Linked DNA regions of Triticum aestivum: region 2 is linked to region 1. The links are chromatin contacts, called in public Hi-C maps. All regions are on one chromosome and are shown on one strand. The core of a region is the stretch at or near the end of the contact, and the rest is flanking DNA. Distances in the headings are between cores, read along the strand shown.

What was found. A called contact is a pair of places that touch in the nucleus more often than the background predicts.
Region 2: a Hi-C map of leaf shows a contact between it and region 1, with 4 times the contacts expected there. The contact joins the promoter of LOC123043279 here to the promoter of LOC123043276 in region 1. A contact is called at or near these places in 2 of 5 Hi-C or Micro-C datasets (both in leaf) and 1 of 1 datasets of contacts at active chromatin or transcription factors (leaf).

What each region holds. Positions count from the first base shown.
Region 1 is chr2B:29,605,249-29,609,858 of IWGSC CS RefSeq v2.1, forward strand. It overlaps LOC123043276 (phosphoglycerate mutase-like protein 1), which reads right to left and starts at 1,802. Exons shown (of 10, transcript XM_044465683.1): 1 at 1,719-1,802.
Region 2 is chr2B:29,764,452-29,769,061 of IWGSC CS RefSeq v2.1, forward strand. LOC123043279 (disease resistance protein Pik-2) reads right to left here and starts at 1,925. Exons shown (of 3, transcript XM_044465687.1): 1 at 1,771-1,925; 2 at 677-1,671; 3 at 1-207. The coding sequence starts at 1,632.

The DNA of each region.
Region 1 (4,610 bases), core at 552-3,051:
AATCCAATCACGGGTCAGGGCCAACCAACAAACTTGTCCGTTCCAACGGGCCAAAGCAACTAGACTGAATCACACAAGCTTCCATTCTCACAGGTAAAACGGCATTGCGTTCCGGTACGGTGGTTGCTTTCTTGATTATTCATCGCCTTGTTTATCTAGCTAGCTAGGCCGTCCGTATGATATGCTTGATCCCATTCATCAAAGGGGACAGAACAGCCGGTTACAGAGAACAAACACAAGTGTTATATTATTACTGTCCCAAATTGAGCATGAAAACATCTACAAAATGGAAATCTTGCATACCGCTGGTTCAAGTGGTATGTGGATCACCAGTAATGCTACACATACAGGATTATACAGGCTTTTACAGGTCGACTTGAAAATAATGTGACGTGAAAGTTTGTGATTGGATTTTAGTTGCCAAAGCAGGCCCCACCCCCTGAAAATCAGGTGTGTGGTGTGGGGGTGGGGGGGGGGGGGGGGGCAGTGTTTAGTTTGTTGGAAGGTCCTTCTACAGGCCTGTAGGTACCCGTACGTTTAGCATTTTTGGTGGATCACATGCAGTGTGAATCCTGCTCCTGGATGCCGCATGCATGACAGATACCCGTGCATGCATGCATGCATATATAGAAAGCCAAAGCGAAGAGAGAAAGAGACGACAAGGAAGGAAGCATCTATAAAGCGCTTAGTCGGAAGCATCTATATGGGCGTGTTTGGTGTCCATTTCACCCTAGCCTGGCTCAATGTGGCATGGCTATGTAAAAACAGTCTAAAAGCGGCACCTAAATGCGGAGGAAGAGGACGACGAGGCGGCAGATCTCCATCGTTCGTTCGCCGTCGCCGTCGGCTCCTGGTTTGGATATTCCTTAGGGTGTGCGCCTTCATTCGGTCACCGTACGTGGGGGCCGGCTTGAGCGTTCTTGGTCGCCACGCAACTGCTTTTGCGATACTACGATTAGGACATGGCAAACTGCAAGTGGTTGGTCACATTGGTTGGGGTTGCGCAAGTAGAGCAAGTAAACGCTCGCAGGCCGAGGCTGCTGAGCGTGAGGCAGTATCATGCGGAGCATTCCCAAGGTATACAAAGCTAATACTAAAACTTGAGAACATGATCCCATGAAAGAACCTTCTCAATCTCCGAAAGAGAGCAACAACGTAGTATTCCTTAAGAGTTTTCTCTTGACACCGCGGTATCTGGGAACAAATTAAGGTTCCTCTGATTGAACTGCTCTGGTTCTTACAGCAGTGTGCTCTGCATCCAACCTTCAACCTGCCCGGGTTGCTCTGTTTTTTCTTTCCCTTTCTCGGCGGTCGGCGGCGCGGGGCGGCGGAGTATTATATAGGAGTACCATCGGCGATTGTGAGTATACGACGAGGGAGAAGGTGGTGATCGAACATCAACATCATCAACCCTTAAAAGAACCGCTTATATATAAATAAACAAACAGATAGTAGTAGATACCAAAGGCAAATCGAGGAGAGAAAGGGACGAGAAGAAAGGCATGACGCGGGGAAGCAGGAAGCGCATATTCGGAGTCGGAAGCATCTATCTGCGCGGCGCGGCGGAGGCAGATGGATAGATAGATAGATACGAACGCCGACGACAGGTAGAGGTCGCGGAGATGTCTGCCGCCGGCGGCATGGCTTGCAGAGGCCATTTGGTAATATAGTAGGACTAGCAAGGTTGCAAGGAGGACGAGGCCGGAGCGCAGACGTACCTGAGGGGTGGTGGAGACGGCGGGCGGGGGCGAGACAGAGGGAAGAGGCAGCGGCGGCGGCGGTAAAAGAAGTAGCGGGAGGGGCATGGCGACCGGCGTCGCGTGGCCTCTATTTATCTAGGATACGGTCGAGTTGGCACGCGGCTGGCGCTGGCCTGTCCGTCCGTCTGTATGCCCGGGGCGCTTTCTTCATCCCTTCCTTCCTTTCGGCCGACCTCTGCTCCGTTCGCGTTGTACGGCTCACATAGCAGGGAGACGAGGAGTAGTACGCGCCTCATCGTTCCTCCGTTTGGATATTCCAGCCAGCGTGCGGCGTGTTCCTTCCGTCGACTCACCGTGGAGCAAAAATGCTACACTCACGCGCCTTTACGGGGCTAATACGGACTAATCAAACTACCACCTTCTAAATCCAATCCCAACCCTCCACGTTTGCTACTCCGTGAACTCGGTAAAAGGGCTGCCTGTGAGTCTAGCATTGCTCACCGTGGAGTGTGGCGCCAGCGCTTTCGCCTCTACGCAACTGCTCTCTTTCCCTGTCGAATATCGGTATTTCCATGCGCTATATCCCTACCGCCGCATTACTAGATTGTATTTCCTCCTTTTTTGTATATACTCCAGCACACAAGTAGCAATGAATATCCAATCCACAAGTGGCCTGGCCACAGCAGAGAATCGAATCGAGTCAGACTCGAATCACGGGTCAGGGCCAACCAACAGAGTTGTCGTCTGTTCCAACAACGGGCCAAAGCAACCAGCCAGCCTAAACCCCAGCCAGAAGCTTCCTTAATAATTCTCCCCGGTACACTGCACCTGCACCTGCATTTCTCAACTCTTCTTCTCCATCGGTGCTTTTCTTATTCGCTCTCTAGCCAGGCCGTCCATGTGCAGATATGCTCCCCTAGCAGTGCTACTACAGTACGTACCGTGCCAACACAACGACACAGCCAGCACATCAAAATGGATGAGAGTACAATACTCCACTGGTATATCGGATTATTTGTACTTACCAGTAGTATATGATGAGAAGGCGGGGAAGAAGGTCTACATCGGGGATGTAAGCTAAGCGCTTGCCAACAAGACAGACCCTCTTTTCTTATCTTAGTAATAAAGAATAAAAGAGATACTAGATAAATAAGGATATTCATGTATGTATGTGAAGGCGGATCCTCTCAAGCTAAAGCTAAAGCGAGGAGGGAAAGGGACGAGAAGGAAGCATCGGTGTGACGGCATGCCATGCAGATGCAGGAAGAAGACGATCGATCTCTCTTTCTAAGGCCCCTTCCTTCCTTCCTTCCATGAAGAGGGAAGAGAGAGGTTGGAGCGCGGCCGTACCTGGTAGGGGGAGGAAGAGGAGCAGCGGAGGAGGAGGAGGCGACATGCGGGGGCGAGGTAGGCCGGCGGTGGTAAAAGTAGGGGAAGGAAGGAAGGAGCAACGGGAATATGCGGCAGCAATGCGTCCCGTGTCGCCTCCTTTTCGGTTTATAGGGCTCAAATTTGAAATCTCATTTACCAAGGCAGATGATGAGTGGAGGAATATATCTCATACTTTACAAAACTGACCAAATTAAACTAATGCATTAACATGGATTAATTACACTGCATGCATGCTTGGCCACTAGACGAGTGGGAACATTGCATGCATTGGTGAGTTTCTTTTGAATTATTGCATGCAAAGATTTAATGCGCCTCGGAATCTCAATAGAAGATGGAGATGAGCCCTTTAATTCGAAAAAATGAATTTTTTTAAGATAAGCCTTATAAACCCGACAGAAGGGAGTACTCGCTCAGGCCTTTGCCAGTTGCTGCTGCTGCGAGGCAGGCGTAGTATATTGGATCTTGTCCTCGATCCAGGTTCAGCCCTGTCGACCTCCTTCGTTCTCATTCGCGTCGCGCTGTAGTACGTTCCTTCGTCGTGGAAGACCTCCTCTTCCTTCTCGTCCATTTGGGATATTATTGCGTGTTCGTCCAGTCACCGTGGGGCGTGAGCGTTTTTCGCCGCAACGCAACTGCTTTCTTTTCCGATGCTACGTACGATTGTACAGCGCGACGAAAAGCAGTTGTACAAATGCGGTACAAAAGCAGTTGTACAAATGCGGTACTAGTAGAGTAGCACAACTGGTTAGCATACGTTTTTTTTGGTTTTGTTTTCGGGAAACTGCAAGTGGCTGGTTACGTTGGGATTGCGCAAGTAGAGTAAGTAAACGCTCGCTCGCAGGCCGAGGCTGCTGAGCGTGAGGCACCCCCAAGATCGACTGTCCAGTTTCGGTGGGATTAACAAACTTGAGAACATGATCACATGAAAGAAGCTTCGAAAGAGGAAAACAACAGCCCAGCCGGGATGCAATGTGTATTCCTACTCTGCTTTTCGGTATAGTACTGCTACTGAATCATCATCTGAACCGCCATGGGACAAACAATGGAACAGCTACTCCTCTGTTTTTACAACATACCGTGCTAACACACTGCCAGCGCACTTGATGTAGCATTCAATCATCATCATCATATTCTTCTCAACTGACATGGAACAAAGTGTTCCAATGTACGACGGATGGGACCATTTGGTTTCCCAGTCCATATTAGATTTAGGATCATGCATTATGGGATGAGAATGTGGCCAAGCACGTCAGCATCAGATCTAACCATTGCCAACAAGCTAGGCCTCCGCCACCGGCCTGCAGTTCCCCGAGGTCTCCAACCTGGCGGACCGGCGCGCGTGGGCTGCAACTTGGCGACGGGAGCGCCGCTGATGGGTGGCGTGCTCTCTCCGGCGTCTCCCCCGGTGCGTCCGCCCCCTCGCTCTCCGCTGCCCTGCCTGGGGAGAGAAGCCTCCGTCCTTCGAGGAGGCCGGAGAGCTCGTTGCTCTGTCCGGTGGCTTGCCGGTTGCAACTTCTT
Region 2 (4,610 bases), core at 675-3,174, 160 kb after region 1:
GCCTGCTTAAATAGCTTCTCAGATTCTCCAATGCCAAGAGGGGAAACTTTACGAGTATGATCACCTTCTTCTCCTCTGCGTCTTGTGGCAACAGCTTGAAACCGTGTAGTAACTATTATTCTGGTGCGCTGCTTGCTTGAAGGAAGTGACTTTCTGATTTGGTCCCACGTTGCTGCAGACCAAACATCATCAACCAAGACCAAGTAACTGCAAGAAAAGAAACCAAAAGTGGGAGCAGAGATTGAGTTTTGAAAAAAACAGAGCAGAGAGTGAAAGACCAGCAAAAACTAACTCCTCTATCTGAACTAAATGGTTGTAAAATTCATGTCCATAAGACAGCACTACTTCCCACGTTTTTATATCAGAATCAAATGATGTGGGGAGAGGAGCACAATAGAAACAAATTGCATAGGCGGGGATTCCGGCCAAGTAATCATTAATTTCATCAGCTAAAACAAGAAGTTATGCAGTGAATGAAATGTAACTGTATATCCAGAACTAATCCCTGTCCCTAATTGATGTATAATGGTTGCTATATCATGAGTACCAAAAGACCAATTAATTAAGTAAATCATGTTATCTTGATCAGTTCGTAATTCATATTACACATATTCAGGATTGTACTCATTAAGCATTAATCAGAGAAAGCAATAAGGGTCTGATGTGTGCAAGGTACCTGCTGTCATCAAAGTGTTTCCCGAGATCTTTCTTGAGCTTATCCAGCTTCGTCTCACCACGCGTTTCCTCTGACGCGCCGGCGCTGCAGCACTTGGCCGCCAATGCCGAGGTGCCTCGCTTGAGCCGACCGAGTACGCCTCCGCCGGCTTGCTGCCTTTGGCCGCTGGACTGCGGCATGACTTGATTCTTGATGTTGGTCAGGACAGCGTTGATGTCGGAGCTCTGAGACACGTTGACCATGGCGCGGTGGTCGAATTGGTCCCCAAATTTCCGGTACAAGGCGGTAGCAATGGTGGTCTTCCCCACCCCTCCGAACCCAACAACATACAGCACGCCGGAGGTGTTCTTGTCGTTAGTCAGCCACTCTTCCAGCTCTTTCATGTGGTCCTCCACCCCCACCGGATCCTTCATGGCGACGAGCTCAAGGCTCGCCTCCTGGTTGTCGGCGGCGTCGAATCCAGCAGCGGTGCCGTTTCCGGCATGAGAACCCTCAGATCCGCCGGCAGCCTCCGGGTTGTTGACGCCGTACCTCTCCCGCCGCTCCCCGATCTGCTGCGCCCGCATCTTGAGAACGGAGATCTTGGAGGCGACGTCGCGGCGAGGCCACCATGTGAGGACCTCGTAGACGCTGTTGGCGAAGTAGTAGCAGCACATGTCGGAGCGCAGGCCGTGGAGGCGGTGGGCGGAGTCGTCGATGCAATCCTCGATGTCGTAGGTGATGTCGCGGATCTGCTTCATCCAGTCCTTCATCCGGTGGCCGTGGCTCTGGACTTGGCCGGCGCTGACGGCGGTGAGGTCGCGGAGGAAGGACTGCATGCTGGCCAGCTCGTCGTTGATGTACTGGAGGTCGCCGTTGACGCCCCGGATCAGGGTGTACTCCTGGGCGAGGAGGACGCCCAGCTTGCCCATGACGGACTTCATCGTCGCCTCCGAAGCTCCCACCACCAGCTCCATGGCTGCCGGCCTTGCTGTTCGCCTGCCGATCGAGGAGAGCTGTGCAGAGATTTGGGTGGAAAACAGAGGATGGTTAAGTTGGAATGGGTGAGGAGAAGCAGACGATTCAAGCGAAGCCCAATACGTCGACTAGGAGACCTGCAAAAAAAGAATCTGCGGAGGAGGCGGCTGCCGGCGGCCGGATTGAAGGTGCCTCTGGCCGGCGGCTGCGGCAGACCTCTCTGTCTGTTAATTATTTGGGGATTGGATTTGGGTTTTTCGGCTAGCACAGCACGGTGGCCGTCACAAAACGGGAGGACATTGTTTTTTAGCATACCTTGTATGTATGAAAAATAAGATTATACTGTACAATTCATAGGTATTTACATTGTAATTTTTTCGAAACTAGCTGCCCGTACATTGGTATGGAACAATAATAAATTATATAATTAAGGGATGTTCGGTTTCAAAATACACCCACATCCAATTTTGCTTAAGAGAATAGTTCTCCATACACGAATAAGAGATCGAAAACACTAGAAAGCTGATGCCGGAGCTCTGAGACACGTTGACCATGGCTCAGTGGTCGAATTGGTCCCCAAATTTTCAGTACAAGGCGGTAGCAATGGTGGTCTTCCCCACCCCACCGAATCTGGCAACATACAGCACGCACGGAGTTGTTCTTGTCGCTAGTCAATCACTCTTCCAGCTCTTTCATGTGGTCCTCCACCTTCACCGGATCCTTCATGGCGACGAGCTCAAGGCTCGCCTCTTGGTTGTTGGCGGCGTTGAATCCGACAGCAGTGATGTTTCCGGCATGTGAACCCTCAGACCCACCGGCGGCCTCTGGGTTGTTGACGCCGTACCTCTCTTGCCGCTCCCCGATCTGCCGTGCCGTCACAAAATGGGAGGACATCGTTTTTTTAGTGTATTGTATATATGACAAATAAGATTATAAAATTCATAGGTATTTACATTGTAATTTTTTTGAGTTAGCTGCCCATACATTCCTACGGAACAATAATAAATTATATTATCAAGGGATATTCCATTTTAAATGCACGCATGTTCGGTTTTGCTTGAGAGATAGCTCTCCATACACTGAAATGGGGTCGAGAACACTAGAAATCTCACGCCAGATTTTTAAGCGTGACAAATCTGCTGTTTTTCAAGGCAGTACATATTGACGCGGTGATGACTAGTTTAGCTTCAAGCGCAGCAATTTTCTGATAAAAAATAAATTGAAGCAAATTTGCAATGCTCGTCAACTCAATTGCTATCCTCAGAGAACATAATTTGTCATGAAAAAAATTTGATTTGCCATGATAAAAAATCTAACGTCGGATTTGTAGTGGAGTCCCAAAGAATATATGGATTCTTAAGAGGAGAGGAGCCGTGGTGTTATTTTTTGCCGCACATGTTGTTAGTCTTTCTTCGTACCTCTCCCATCTCCGCCTACCACCCAACCTTGGTCCACTTCGTGTCTTTCTACTGTAGCATGCAGTTTTCATCACGTCAAAAACATCCCATTTCCAATAGCTCACTTATATGAAAAAAACAATAACATTGATAGTGTCCTAGTACTATACTCAGTACATCAAGAAATGAGGAAAATTCAACAAGATACACTGAGCGACATCTTATTTATACTTAGGTCCTCTTTGATTTATAGGATGGAAATATCATAGGAACAGAAAAATGAGATCACATATATCCCAAATTTCTATAGAAAAAGATATGTCATTTGCAGGGCCGTTTCTGAGAATTTGGAGGCCCGGTGCCATATCAAAGTTCAGACCCCGGTCACTAAGAAAAGTCGTTAGGGAAAGAAGTTTTAAAATTTACCATATGCGCAACACAATTTTTTTCAAGAGCTATGTGGTGCAAAAAAAAGGTGCAAAATTATGAACTAATATCTACCAATCTGTATTTTAGTTGGAACGACCAATCTTTCTGAAACTTTTTCCCACAAAACTTCAAGTTCATCTCCATTACAGAATTTCAAGCACAATTTTGGAGTGCTACCTTTTTAAAAATAACTCCCGTCCATTTCATTTTCATTAAAATGAAACCACCAAAAATGACCGTTGTCCTTTGGTAGTTGAAGTGATATTGTAACAATTTAGGGGGGGAAATCCACATCAGCAAGTAGTGTCATCAATGATGGCATTGGGAAGACCAAATGCAAAGAGTGAAAAAGGCATGCGTCCCCAGAAAGTAATCAGGCTAGTCGTAATGCCAATTAAGCAATTTTGATGAGGTGACATGTAATTAAATAAAAAAATAGATGGTGGAGTATCATATCATGATACCGTATCATAACAAATGCTATGCTAATATGTGTCATGCATGACAATAATAAAGTCATCTATGATACTATGCATTAGGGAGGTACGTAGTATCACATACTAGTATTATATACATGATACTAACTTATAATACTACCCATTACAAGCAGCCTCAAGCGAGAGAAGACCAAAAGACCTGGAAAGGTTATCAAGGAGTAAATACTCTGCGTAGCTCGTGCTTTGTGTTCCCGAGTGAATTGGCTACAATTTCTTCATTTATAGATCGCTGCAGTAAAAACTAATTTGGGGGCCTGTGCAGTTGCACATCCTGCACATGTGCCCGTACGGGCCGGTCATTTGATTCGTAGGATAAGAATCTTATCTGAGCTACTATTTTTGTTTCTTTGAAATGTGAAGGATAGGAAACAATCATACATAGAAATAGAAAGTTCATTCCTACTTCCTATAAAAACATGGAAACCATTTGTACAAACCAAAGGCTCTCAAAAAAATTCCTATGAACCAAAGAAGGTCTTATTATTCTATCAACATTCCAAATTGCCAACACAGTTTGTAGTTCTTACAATACATCTCATGTTTTGACAATATATGGATAGGCAACAAGACTTCTCCCCTTCCCTCTTGCAGTAAAATCATGTGGTGTGATCGTAGTGGTCTTAGGCAACATGATTAACCTTCAAATAAGAAAAT